Regions from separate parts of the Sus scrofa genome. Here all the other regions are linked to region 3. A link is a contact called in public Hi-C data. All regions are on one chromosome and are shown on one strand. Each heading gives the region's core, a stretch centred on a gene start, on an enhancer-like site or on the middle of the called end of the contact. The rest is flanking DNA. Distances are from core to core; before and after follow the strand shown. Region 1 has its middle 110 kb from the start of SIPA1L1. Region 2 overlaps SIPA1L1 (signal-induced proliferation-associated 1-like protein 1). Region 3 overlaps SIPA1L1 (signal-induced proliferation-associated 1-like protein 1).

Region 1 (4,791 bases), core at 1,606-4,105, 460 kb before region 3:
TTTGTGTGTGTGTGTGTGTGTGTGTGTGGTTTTCTTTTTTTAAAATCACTTGATGAATTTTATTACCTGTATAGGTGTACAACAATCATCACAACCAAATTTGACAGCATGTCCATCCCAAACCCTCAGTACATCTCCCCACCCCCCAACCTGTCTCACTTGGAAACCCTAAGTTTTCCAAAGTCTGTGAATCAGTATCTGTTCTGCAAAGAAATTCATTGCATCCTTTTTTTAGATTCCACATGTAAGTGATAGCATTTGATGTTGGTGTCTCATTGTCTGACTTCACTTTGTATGATCATTTCTAGGTCCATCCATTTTGCTGCAAGTGCCGTTATTTCTTCCCTTTTAATGGCTGAGTAATATTCCATTGTGTATATGTACCACATCTTCTTTATCCACTCCTCTGTCGATGGACATTGAGGTTGTTTCCATGTCTTGGCTGTTGTGTATAGTGCTACAATGAACATTGGAGTGTGTGTGTCTTTTCGAGTCGTGGTTTTCTCTGGATAGATGCCCAGGAGTGGGAGGGCACTGTGCCTTTAAGAAAGATGAAAGCATATGGGGTGGGGGTAGGGGGAGGTGGAGCCCGGCCCAATTATCCAGGTGCTAGGAAGTCTCTGGAGCCTGCCTCTGTTGAGACCAGGCCCTGGCGGTTCTGGTTTGCAGTTCTGGGGTCACCCGGCCCTGCTTCCCTACTTCTCTGCTGCTGCCCGACTAAGCTCTGGCACTGGTGAGCATCGCTTCCACCCCCACCCCCACGAGCTCTCTGTGCCGTCTCTCCAGGCCCAGTGTTGATGGCCAGCCTTTTCAAACTCCTCTTCAGGCCTTTTCTTCTGTGGTTAAAACATCTTTTCTACATTTTCCCTTTCCTACCTGTTGGGGGGAGCAGCTGAAAGTAAAGAAGATGCCTGATATTCTAGGCTGAACTTGTGGGGTGACGATGAGGCTACCTGGTCTGCTGGCTGAACAAGTGCTTTGATTCTTGTATGTGTGTGTGTGTGTCAGTGTATGTGCTGAGCTGGTGCTTTGAACACCGTGTGCGTCGTGAGCTGGAATCCATGGCTCTCCGGAGACAGGGTCCAGGTGTTCCATGGCTTCCACACTCACCTGGTGCTCCAGGTGCACACAGTAGGCACTCAACAGTAATGGGCAAGGATTAAGAAAGGCAGAGTAACGGCAGGAGACCTGGCTGGGGAAATTAAGGTGTTTGGGCTCTACTTCTAGTTCCACCTGTTGTTTTTCCAAAGCCCCTTGGCCTCCCAGGCACCCACTTTCTCTAAAAAGAAGCCATAAGCCAGAAGAAGAGGAGTTCCCGTCATGGCTTAGTGGTTAACGAATCCGACTAGCATCCATGAGGACCCAGGTTTGATCCCTGGCCTCGCTCAGTGGGTTGAGGACCTGGCATTGCTGTGAGCTGGGGTGTAGGTTGCAGATGTGGCTTGGATCCCATGTTGCTGCGGCTGTGGTGTAGGCCAGCAGCTATAGCTCTGATTTGGAATCTATTAGCTAGCTCTATTCCAGCTTCTAGCCTTGGAATCTCCATACGCCATGGGTGAGGCCCTAAAAAGACAAAAGACAAAAAAATAATAAAATCAATAAAGTAAAAAGAGGTCAATAATCCCCTCCTCCCCTCCTCTGGCTACTGTGAGACCAATTTGATGATTGATGAGATTTTTCCTTCAAAGACCAGAGAACAGAACCACGTGGGTGTAAGTCACAAGGGGGAAGATTTTAGGTCAAAATCAGGAAGAAATTTCCTTTAACCGAAGTCCCTTCTAGAGATTCCCTAATCCAGCAGAGAGCCTTCTGTTCTGGGAACTACTCTAGCCAGGTCTAGCCTGATGGAAGTCTTGCAGGTCTAGAGGGCCTCAACCCTGGGCTGTAATATCCCTTTGAAATGTGAGCTTCTTCATTTCGGTGGATGTAGAAGGAGTTTGAGAGAACCTGGAAACTCTTGGGATTTCCACTGTGTGGTTGGTGGAGCCAGTGGACATTCCTCCTGCCTTTGGACTTGATGAAGGTGGGGGAAGCTGGCCAAAGACTCACTTGATCTCAGGAAGAGCAGGGTATGTTATTAATGGTACCGCCCACTGGTCCAGAGAGCAGCTGTTTAAGGCAAGGCAAATTCCCCCAGACCCATCAGCCTCTTTCCTTGGGATCCCATGTCTGGTGGGAAATCATACAGACTAGTGCTCAGGATTTCAGGAGCCCAGCCTGACTGTGCCTCTGAAAGCTATGGGGCTTTGTTCTGGTCCTTGGCCTCAGTTTCCTCCTTTTCTTGGGGGGTATATTTCTGGTCACATCGTCTGGCGAGGGAGCAACTTCATAGGGATTAGGTCTTTCCAAATCGGAGAGCAGGAAGAGAGTCAAGAGTCAGCTTTTCATCTCTTCTCCCTGCCCCCCCAATAAGCACAGGTATCCCCAACATTTTTAGGAGGAGGGTCTGCATGAACTGGTCCATCTAATGCCCAAGGGTCCCATGCCCCCATCCCCGCAACTCCTACCCCTCTGTCACATGCTCTAGTCGTTGCATCAGCTTCTGTTGCTGCTGAAGCCGCCTTGGCTCCCTGGCCAGCTCCATGGCCAGCACTGCTTGGGCTGTGCTCCCGGTTTGGCGTCTGAACCCAGAACACCACCAAAGCGGCCCCTGGCAGTATGCAGCTTGTTCTCTGCCCCTACAGGGATCTGGAATTGATTTAGCCCGTTTCCGTGGCAGCGCTGGTTGCACTGGCACATCTGCTTCCCCACGAGGCTGGGTGAGTCACCACCACCCACGCTAACCCTTGGCACAGCACAACCCTGCCGGGAGCATGGGTAAATCAGCAGGAGGATGCTGGAGCACTCCGCAGTGTCTGGTGGTGGCTCACTGCCCTGGGTCACAGGCCCAGTACAAAGTACACTGGGCATAGGGCCCTGGACTGGCCTTACCCACCCAGAAACCTGGCAGGCTCTGCCCACGAGGACTGTTGGATCTGCTTTGACTGACTTCAAAACGCCTTATCTTGGCTGTGGCCAGCAGCTGCAAGGCCTTATGGGAGTGAATGCAGGTTTTTGGGCTCCAAGTCCAAAGGTCTTTTCACTATTCCATGATCAGTGCTCAAACCTGTCTTTCCTCGGCCACCTTAGCACCTGGGTTCCTTCTGGCTCTCATTCCAGGACCTGCCTTTGCGACACCCATCAGCTTTTCCCTCTGGACAGCAGTTCTTAAAGTGGGTTCTTTCCCAGGCCTTCTCCTCCCCTTCACCCTTCCCCCCTTCTGATCTGGGTAATCTGAAAAAAAATTGAGTTTGTTCTGTAACAGTAAAGTGGAAGGCAGGTTGTAGGGCTAATCTTAAGGGCATTTCATTTATCCTTGATTTCGAGAGGTCAAACATCAGTCTAAGGCCCCAGTTTCTCAAAATACAGTCCCCGGACCAGCAGCATCCGAATCACCAGGGAGTTTGTTAGAAGTGCAGGTTCTCAGGCCCCACCCCAGACACTGCGTCACAGACTCTGGGAATGGGGCTGACCGTTTGTGTTTGCTCAAGCGCTCATCGCGACGCGGATACTCGCTGGGGTTTGAGAAACCCTGGCCTAAGGAAGTGGATCTGTAGCAGTGGGGAAAGAGTGTTTCGGTCCATACCCCTGTCTGTGCCCACGGCACAGCTACCAGTGTTTCTCTGTTGTGTGTCAGCCACACAGGGGGCTTGGGTAGGTAAAGGCCCCAACTGCTCCAGCTCTGGGGCCTGGGGTTTTCCTCAATTATGTCCTTCCTCCCCATTGTTTGCATCACAGGGAAAGAAGCTGGTGTGTGTTTTTTCCTATGTGGAAAGGGCAACACTACCTCACCTACCCCAGAGAGGGCCTTGGGGGGAAAAAGAAAGCCACCTGCTGGAAATGAGCCAGCCACAAAGCCACCAGCCATTGTGGCCAGGGCCTAGGGCCCACAGAATACGTTTCCTAAAAGCAGAGGGATTCCAGCAGAGGGAAAAGGCGCTGATAATTCTTATTAATCCATACACATTCCTCTTTGCTCAATCAGTTCTTTTTGAAAGATTGATTGATTTTTGCTTTTGAGGGCCACACCTGCAGCATATGGGAGTTCCTAGGCTGAGGGTCGAATCAGAGCTGCAGCTGCCAGCCTACACCACAGCCACGACACCACCAGATCCCAGCCACATCTGCAATCTACACCACAGCTCACAGCAACGCTGGATCCTAACCCACTGAACGAGGCCAGGGATTGAACCTGCATCCTCATGGATACTAGTTAGCCTCATTACCACCGAGCCACAGTGGGAACTCCTAACAGTTTTTTAATAACATTTACTTATCCCCTGTGTGCTGAGTCCATCAAAGAGCCCCCTGACCCAACTCCCAGAAAGGAGAGAGCATCAGTCTCTGCCAAGGTATCAAGCAACCTCGAAGTCTCAGTGGCCTCACATGACAAAGGCTTATCTTACAAATGCTCCTTATCCAATGAGCCACTGCTCTGCTCAGCTCCACAGAATCACTCAGGGGCTCAGGGTGATAGAATCCATCATCCTACTGCTGCCTTGGTCACCGCAGCAGAAAAAGAAAAAGCTGGAGGAAGTCAGGCTCCCCCCACCCCTACCACCAACTCTGCCCCTGGAAGTGAAATTGGGCTCTGCTGGCATTGCCCTGGGCCGATTTAATCATGGGGCCAGAAAGTATGTGCAGAAAGGAGAGAAAAATGGGTACAACCAGACATTAAAAGCTGTCGGAATTCTTGTCATGGCTCAGTGGGTTACAAACCTGACTAGTATCCATGAGCATGTGGTTTTGATC
Region 2 (4,838 bases), core at 365-2,864, 270 kb before region 3:
TTATCTAGCCTTCCTTCTGCTTTACCTTGTTCACATCAAGTATGACATTGCCAAAACAGTCTGGCAACCTTTTTTTCATTAAGCCTGAAGACTTAATATGTTACAGTGTTTTTGTCCAAATGAGTTATAAAATCTAAACATTTCCTCCCAGATTGTGAAGATCTTTATTATAGGAAATTTGGAAGCGATAATAAAGTATATGGAGTTTCCTAGTAGGCTAGTGGTGACGAATCTAGCATCGTCACTGCTGTGGTGTGCATTTTTCCCGGCCTGGAAATTTCTGCATGCCACAAGTGTGGCCAAAAAATATATATAAACAAAAATTAAAAGAGTTTGGGAGTGTTAAAAAAAGTATAAAGAGAAGTTCCCAGTGTGGCTCAGTGGGTTAAGAACCTGACTAGTAACCATGAGGATGCGGGTTCGATCCCTGGCCTCGCTTAGCAGGTTGAGGATCCAGCATTGCTGCAAGCCACAGTGTAGGTTGCAGATGTGACTCAGATCTGGTGTTGCTGTGGCTGTGATATAGGCCGGCATCTGCAGCTCCTATTTGATCCTAGCCTGGAACTTCTGTATGCCACAGCTGTGGCCCTAAAAAGACAAAAAAAGAAAAAAAGAAAAAAAAGTGTAAAGAAGAAAATAAAGATCACTAGTAATCCCACAACCCAGCAATAGCTACTGTTAACATTTAAACTATTTCCTTTCAGGTTTGTGTGTGTGTGTCTGCGAGTAGGGGCATGTATTGTTTTGTATCCTGTTTATTATTTATTATAAGCAATTTCCCATATAAATAACTTCAGAAGCATGATTTTCATTGGTGGTTTTGTTGCCCAAATATTTTCCTTGTTTTTAATATTTAGTTCGAGCACTACTAAGAAATTGGCTTGGATGCCTTTTTTCCTTCACTCACAGAGGAAATTGAAAGAATCCCCACTGGGCTTCCGCAGAATGTTGAGTTTAACGTTCCTATTATACTTACCTAATTTGCCTAATGTTTTGTCTCTATCTAATTCTTCATCTAACATTTATTGAACCCTTTCTTTGGAAAAGGGTCTATGTTAAGACCTCACAATACAGTGGTAATGGACAGGAAATAAGAAGCAAAACACCGAAAACTAGTTTTGTACCTGCATTTAGCTTCCTTAGTTTATGGCCTGGGAAGATGCAGACGTTACTCAGATAATCCCACAAATAAATGTTAACTTAAACTGTGATATGTCATTTGAGGGAAGGAAAAATGGTGCTTATGAGAACAGTTCAAATGGATAAGGACAAGGTGGGGTTTTTTCTGACCATAGATTTAATGTGATCCAGATCCTGTGCTTCTCTAAAGGTCGGTGCAGCCAAGGGTCACCTTGTCCTCTCTCAGAACTTCGTGTGCCTGGTGCTCTGCCCTGGCCAGAGGGCACAGGGTTCTCTGTGCCCAGCTCTGGCCAAGCAGACTACATTCTAGGAGGGGCCCATGGCAGAGAAGATTTTAGAAAGGATTTCAGTGATGCCTGGATCAAAGAGAAAGAGGACACAGGGAGGACTTTTTAGCTGCTGTCCATCTTGTAGCCCTTTATCTGGGTATGTGGAAGGGATTCCGGTAGTTGACGGGAAGTGAAACTGCTCTGCTGGTTTCCTTTTCATTCCAACATCCCACGCTTGTAAGATTATCTGAATTCATTCAGTATCTGCTGGGTACCAAGAGGACCCTGAGGCTGGTGTATAGCCAATGTAAATTTAGGGGTGGAGGTTGTGTCCACTCCTCTTCCTGCGCAGTGACCACTCCCATCCCAACCGTCCTGGCAAGAGGAAGCCGCAGAGGCTTGAGGACCTCAGGAAAAGCGGTGACACCCAGCTGAGGACTGACTCCTTCGGACGGATACTTCAGGAAATTCCTCCGAACCCATAGGCTGAAGCCTGAATGCCGTCACATGGCAAAAGGCCATCCTGCTTCCTCTGCTCCTCACTCTCGGCAGCACTGAACCCTGTTTGTTCCTTTGTCCAAGTGATGTAGAAATTCCTTGTGTAACATGACTTCTTGTCCTTTGCTGCCCTTTTCTGTTTTGTTTTTTTTTTTGCTTTCCTTTTTTTTTTTGCTTTTTAGGGCCACATTTGTGGCATATGGAGGTTCCCAGGCTAGGGGTCCAATTGGAGCTGTAGCTGCTGGCCTACACCAGAGCCACAGCAACAGGAGATCCAAGCCAGGTCTGCGACCTACACCACACAGCTCACGGCAACTCCAGATCACGGACCCACACAGCCAGGCCAGGGACTGAACCTGCATCCTCATGGATACTAGCCAGATACTAGTTGGTTTCCGCTGCGCCATGATGGAAACTCCCCTTTTCTTTTTTTAATACACTTTATCTTTTCCTTAAACACTTTCTCTCTGCTGAATAAATTCTGTTTTATTTCTTTTTTTATGACCAATTTAAAAGTTAGCCTCTATGGCATTTCTCTGGCTTCCTAGAATTAGTTACGTTATAGCACATACCTCTGATATGGTATGTCTGAGATTTTTTAATTTCGTTGTGTAGCTTGCTCCTCTAGACTGTAAAGTCCTTGAAGACGGTGACCGTGTATTCTTTTTGACTTTTCAGTGCCAGAAAGGCCCTCGATAAATGGCATATCCTAGGTATTCAGTGATTTTTGAATGAATGAATATAATTCTCATTTGCTTTACCATATTGAAGTCTTATTGTGGTTGGCACTTAAGGTCCCTGAGATAAAGAGTTGAAGTTTTGATTGATTAAAACCTTGAGAAGTGCAGGCGTGTAATTTTCTTGAGTTCTTTGCTAAAGATGCCAGTACAGGGGATGCCATTATTTGGTGAGGTGTTTCTTTTCCCCAAGACCACTTTGTGTTTTGGGTGACCCTCTTTTTAAACTCTAAGAGTCGTCAAGCTGTTGTAACCACATTTTCAAGAAGAACCACATCTTAATCAGGACTGAAAAAGGGTAAAATGAGGTGAACAAAATTGAAAATCATCTTTTTTGGGGGTGATTATGGTAAACAAGTGATAGGCATTTATAGAAAGATACCAGCATCCATTAATGAAGGAAATCTGTAATGAGAAATGTTACCAATTAAATTGGATATACACTACGAGCAGGTAGAGCACACTTTTTTTGGTCTTGTTAGGACTGCACCCCCTGGCATTTGGAGTCCCTCGCTAGGGGTCAAATCAGAGCTGCAGCTGCTGGCCTTCACCACAGCCACAGCAGCGGCAGATCTCAGCCCTGTCTGCAACCTGTGCCACAGCTCACGGCAATGCTGGATCCTTAACCCACTGAGTGAGGCCAGGGATTGAACCCACATTCTCATGGATGCTAGTCAGGTTCTTAACCTGCTGAGCCTCAACAGGAGTTCCCAGATTGTGTTCTAATGTGGTGTGGAGCTCATAGTGTGCAAAAGCTGATTTATAAGATGCTATCAGACCATACTCATGCTTACAGAACTGCTTTAAAAAGAGCTTCGTTATTCGAGGTTATTCTGGTTATCTAGGGCTATCAGTCTCTGGAAAATCTGATATGCTTAAACAAATTTTTGAACGTTGCTGTCTACCGGAAAATCAGTCATTAATATGCAGTGAGAAATATATTTCCAAGCAGACAGGAATTTTCTAGTGTAATAAGTGAATTTTGTTCACAGGTGGTGGATTTCTAGGGCGGTGTTACTGTCTTCAGAAAGCTTCCTGGTACAAGTGTGGCCTCCACACTGCAAGGCTGAAGCTGATCAGACACTCCTACTGGTGGAGCTTAAGACTTGCTACCCAGGCTTTGTTCTTTGTTCCCTGCCAGCATACATCCTGGATTTCTTCAGGGAGTTGTTCTCCTGGGCACTAATCCTTTTTTCTCATAGCTTCTGGCTAATTCTAATCAAAATAGGGTGTACCTCCCCTGCTTCAGTTCCTCTGTTCACTAGATGACACCATATTCATTTCCAGAAGTGAATTCATTCACCAGAACCCTCTGTAAGGGACTATGATTTTGTAAATTGGTGTAAGTTCTTAGAGTTATATTATTGCTCTCTGTTTCCATTAATATACCCTCTGGACTTGAGGATTGAATACCCAGATTTTTGTTTATAAGGAAGAACATTCTTACTTGGGAAACTTTGCTATGAATATCCCACTCTATCTAAAGCTGTTCTCCAGCTGTTTACATCCTTTCTAAAAACTTCATTTAAAATCAACAGTGAGGATATTGGGGAAATTAAAAAAAATAAAATTTAAAAAATAAAAAAATAAAATCAATAGTGATGAGTTCCCTGATGGCCTAGTGAGTTCAGGAGCCCATGTAAAAAAATTAAAAAATGAACAGTGAATAAAGAGATCTTTGTCCAAAAGCAGATTATTTAGCTGCATATTTAGGTTCATGTTTGAATTAAGTGATGTATTTGTATTGCAAAAAACAAATATTTTAGATGTTTCCAAAGCTTATAGTTGAATGATATGCTGAGAACACCTTTTTTTTTTTTTTTTTTTTTTGTCGTTTTAGGGCCTCACCCACAGCATATGGAAGTTCCCAGGCTAGCGGTCGAATCGGAGCTGTAGCCACTGGCCTACACCAGAGCCACTGCAACGCCAGACCTGAGCCATGTCTGCAACCTCCACCACAGCTCACGACAATGCCAGATCCTTAACCCACTGATCAAGGCCAGGGATTGAACCCGCCACCTCATGGTTCCTGGTCAGATTCGTTTCCACTGCACGACAACGTGAGCTCTCTGAGAGCACCTTCTAAAGTTGAAGTAATTTTCTTGCTGGCTCATTAAGAGGAGAGGTCATCTGCTATTGACTTCACCTGATAGATAAGTAATAACTAGAAAGGTAGTTAAGAAAATTTGTAGTT
Region 3 (4,246 bases), core at 139-2,638:
GAAATAGCAACAACAACAACAAAAGACAAAAGACAAAAAAAAAAAAAAAAAAAAAAGAAAACTACACTTAAGGATTTCCCATCATGGCTCAGTGGTAACAATCCCAAATAGTATCCATGAGGATGTGGGTTTGATCCCTGGCCTCACTCAGTGGGTTAAGGATCCAGTATTGCTGTGAGCTGCAGTGTCGGTTGCAGACGCAGTCCAGATCTGGTGTTGCTGTGGCTGTGGCATGGGCCCCTAGCCTGGAAACTTCCATATACCATGGGTGTGGCCCTAAAAAAAAAAAAAGAAAGAAAGAAAGAAAGAAAACTTTGAAACTAATTTCAAAATTATTGTGTAGATGTGTCCATATTTGCTGCACAGAGCAAAGTGCTTTTATATCTAAGTGTATGTATAAGAGTGTACATAAAATCCTTGTATGACATGAGTCCTCAATAAAGTCTCTTCCATGTGGGGTTTTATAAATCTGCAGAATATAACAGGGAAAGACTTTCTCAGAGCTTATATACAAACATCAATCAGTATCTGGATTTAAGTTGCTCAGTGTCTAACATTCACTACAGAGGGTGATTAAAGGCCAGGAAAGATGCCTGCCCAGCGTTCCATTTCATGAATGTGCTTTTTCTAGTTGACCTAGTAAGTTAACTTTTCATGCCAAGAAAGCTGTATGTTTCTTGAGAGCCAGGAGTAAAGAAGGACTTCTTGTGTTCTGCTTACATGGATCATAAAGGATGCCTCGGGCTCCTTTAGCATACTGGACTGTCTACGCTTGAGTGCCTCTGTGTGTGGGTTAAAACTTGTGAGTTTAAATTTTGTTCTCTGCCCTTTTTGGCACCCTGGGTGAAAAATATACCTTCCTTCTTTGTTTAGAAACTGTTCCATTGTCTTTCTCTGTTTCTCTCTTAAATCTCTTCTGCCTGGCATCTTTTTAAATTATTAACAATTAATTGCCTCTCTTCCACATTTTCTTCTTAGGGTGAAACTGTTAATTTTCTCAGTTTTATGAACTAATTCAGACTTTAAAGTGAAGCTTCTAACACTCCCTGGACTTCTCACCAACCTGTGCTTGGCTCCGCTTGTCACGTCTTTATGAATCATTTTCATGGGTAATTTTGCTTTGTGGTCCTGCACACCGTGAACATTCAGGGTTCTGTTTTATTTTGCTTTTATACTGCAAACCTCCAGCTCATCTGGCTGGAGCTATCTTGGCCCCATTTCCATTTCTTCCGCCTTAAGAAAAGGGGTGATTATTTTACCCAGAACTTTGGTGATGTTCAGCTCACCTCAAAGACTGGAAAACAGAACAACTATGGTTGAAGTTTCAACACTGAGAAAATAAGAGCTCTGTTGGGCCACAGCTGTCAGATTGCTCAATGCAGAGCTCACCAACAAAAAGTTTATCATTACTTGGTTCTGTGAAGCAACCAATGCATTCATCCAGGCGACAGGAAAGCCCAAGTTCTCCAAATGCCATTATATCAGGAGACCAACAGGAATTCTGCAAGGACAGAATTCCTTGTCATATTTAAACCATGCTATTACGCTATTAAGATGAAAACGTTCACAGTTGCTAAAAGAAAAGAAAGAATATCCTCAAGAAGATAGATTCCATAGTCTTGCTGAGTAATCTCAATACCTAAGTCCCCACCCTCTTCAAAATTTTGTCCCATATCTGCTTATCTGAAATTCCTCTAACTGCAGCTTTCATCTATAAGTAAGAGAGAGTAAGTGTTTTTTCTGAGCTAAATCTTTTCTAAAGACTGAAGTTTTTGAATTCTAAGGTTCCGAAATCTATAGATACCAACAAGAGGCAATTTGAACATAATTATATAGTAACAGCCCTAAACTTCCAGGCATGACAAGAGTGAAATGTAGGGAAAATAGATTTGGATCCTAAGATCCAAGGTCAAGTGTCAGTTCTACTGTTGACCAGCCATGTGGCCTTTGGCCTGTCCCGTCATTTCACCAAGCTTGTCCCTTATCTGTGATCGAAGGATACCTGACTAATGACTAAATAGTTGTTTTGTGTGTATTCATTGAGAAAAAAAAAAAAAGTTATGAAATGTATTACAAACTGTAAAGGTCCTTTTAGGACTAAAAGGTTTCTGTGATTTCCTCTTTTAAGTTCTCTGTCACTTCGTGTGGTTATTTAGTTACTTTTCCTTCAACAAACTTGTATCTCCCAAGAAACTTGGCTTCTCTAGTTTCCTGCTTTGTTTTTTTAATCCTTTTAAAATGCCACATCTAGACATGACACTCTTTTAGCTGTGCCTCATAGGATGATAACATTCATTGTTATCTTGGTAGCTGACAGTTAACTAGATCAGACTGATTCAGCTTGAGGTCCACAATGACCCCTGAGGTCCCTTCTGCTGGGAGGCCTAGCCATTCATGTCCTGATGCTGTATGTATTAGTGTGCCCTTGTATGTATTAAATATCTCCCTCTTATAAGTGAATAGTTGTGTTTAATGCAGTCACTTGGATAGCCCCTTTGCCAGCTTTATCATTCCTACCTCACCTCTCCCCCCTCCCCCCACCCTGGGTCCTTTAGAATTAGTTAGTGTCTCCTAAATTGTAGAGCCAATACTGGACAGAATTGGCTCATGCTGAATACAGTGGGAGGAGTCCTTCTTAATCATTATCCTCCACAGTATCTGTCACCCAGAGGCTCATTTGCTATCTGTACAAATAATCACAGGAAACCCAACCAGTGCCCTCTCTCCCCTTGGTATCAAGCCAGCATTCAGCCTTTGCACAGATTTTGGCACAGCCATTTGACAGGTGACTGACTGCTGCTCTCTCACCCCCTGAAAATACCATCCCAGTCTATCTAAAATCTGTCCTTCTGTGCCGTACCTGAATAGCAGGTGACTCTGAGTGTTTCCTCCAGTAGCTCTTAGCAGCCCAGAACATGGCTGGCAGATGTTTTCCATAAAAGATGCTGACCTCATGGATGATACAGAAATTGCAGAACGGTTTCCCAGGCCCTCATAGCTTTGGCAACTGGGCTTTGACTCCTAACGATCAGCTGCCTGCCCCGTGGGGTTGTCCCTTTGCAGGTTTGACAAGCAGATTTAGCTCCTCTTCTACAGTGTCACACCTGTTGTGACTACCGCCCTTTTTGGAGACTGGTCATCTAGAATCTTCTCCTATAAAGTTTTTCCCATGCTCAGGAATGTAAAATAACCAGTTAGCAGCGCATTTGGTTCATGGTTTCATTTGAGCAACAGGTCAGGAGGAGTCCTTTGGACAGATTCAGATCATCCCAGATTCTCAGATGCCCCATTGCCTCTTCTCTTTTTTTTTTTTTTTTTTTTTTGTTTGTTTGTTTGTTTGTTTGTTAGTGTTGGGCCTGCGACATATAGAAGTTCCCAGGCTAAGGGTCGAATCAGAGCTGCCGCTGCTGGCCCACACAACAGCCACAGCAACGCCAGAGCTGAGCCGCATCTGCAACCTGCACCACAGCTCACCACAATGCCAGATCCTCAGCCCTGTGAGCAAGGCCAGGGATTATCCTCATCCTCATGGATATTAGGTTCGTTGCCTCTGAGCCATGATTCATCCTCTTTTCATAGGATGAATCATGCATATGTATGTGTGTGTCCTGTCTTCCTTTTTAAATTCATGTCCTGTGTACCTCAGGGTTCACTGCAGCACTATTTACAATAGCCAAGACATGGAAGCAACCTCAGTGTCCACTAATAAGAATGGATAAAGAAGATGTGGTGTGGTGTGGTATATATGCACAATGGAATAGTACTCAGCCATAAAAAAGTGAAATAATGGCATTTGCAGCAACATGGGGGGACCTAGAGATTATCATACTAAGGGAAGTAAGTCAGACAAAAACAAATATCATATGATAATCACTTATTTGTGGAATCTAAAAAAAGATACAAATGAATTTATGTACAAAACAGAAACAGACCCACAGACAGAGAACAATCTTATGGTTACCAAAGGAAAAGGAAGGGGGATGGATAAGTTTGGAATTTGGGATTAACACATACACACTACTATATATAAAACAGATTTTAAAAAAACAAAGGACTTACCATATAGCATAGGCAACTGTATTCAGTATCTTATAATAACTATAATGAAAAAGAATCTGTAAAAGAATATATAGAATGAGTTTGGAAGTGACTCTTCCTCTGCAATTTTCTGGAGCAGTTTTAGAAGAGTAGATGTATCTAAAGTCTTTAAATATTTGGTAGAATTCACCTGTGAAGCCAGGACTAT

What was found. Hi-C and Micro-C count contacts between places; a contact is called where the count stands out from the background.
Region 1: a Hi-C map of liver shows a contact between it and region 3, with 10 times the contacts expected there. The contact joins two enhancer-like sites. A contact is called at or near these places in 3 of 47 Hi-C or Micro-C datasets (all in liver) and 1 of 2 datasets of contacts at active chromatin or transcription factors (alveolar macrophages).
Region 2: a Hi-C map of liver shows a contact between it and region 3, with 4 times the contacts expected there. The contact joins two enhancer-like sites. A contact is called at or near these places in 1 of 47 Hi-C or Micro-C datasets (liver) and 1 of 2 datasets of contacts at active chromatin or transcription factors (alveolar macrophages).

Annotation. Positions count from the first base shown.
Region 1 is chr7:94,672,681-94,677,471 of Sscrofa11.1, forward strand. No RefSeq gene overlaps it. Among named protein-coding and RNA genes, the nearest start is that of SIPA1L1, 110 kb to the right of the region's middle. Within about 2 kb of position 2,856, at least 25 of the 83 cell types and tissues checked have an H3K27ac peak or open chromatin away from gene starts, as enhancers often do. A contact at or near this core is called in liver, where this site is marked.
Region 2 is chr7:94,856,632-94,861,469 of Sscrofa11.1, forward strand. All of the region lies in intron 3 of SIPA1L1 (signal-induced proliferation-associated 1-like protein 1), which reads left to right. Among named protein-coding and RNA genes, the nearest start is that of SIPA1L1, 69 kb to the left of the region's middle. Within about 2 kb of position 1,615, at least 22 of the 83 cell types and tissues checked have an H3K27ac peak or open chromatin away from gene starts, as enhancers often do. A contact at or near this core is called in liver, where this site is marked.
Region 3 is chr7:95,130,098-95,134,343 of Sscrofa11.1, forward strand. All of the region lies in intron 20 of SIPA1L1 (signal-induced proliferation-associated 1-like protein 1), which reads left to right. Among named protein-coding and RNA genes, the nearest start is that of RGS6, 230 kb to the right of the region's middle. Within about 2 kb of position 1,389, at least 4 of the 83 cell types and tissues checked have an H3K27ac peak or open chromatin away from gene starts, as enhancers often do. A contact at or near this core is called in liver, where this site is marked.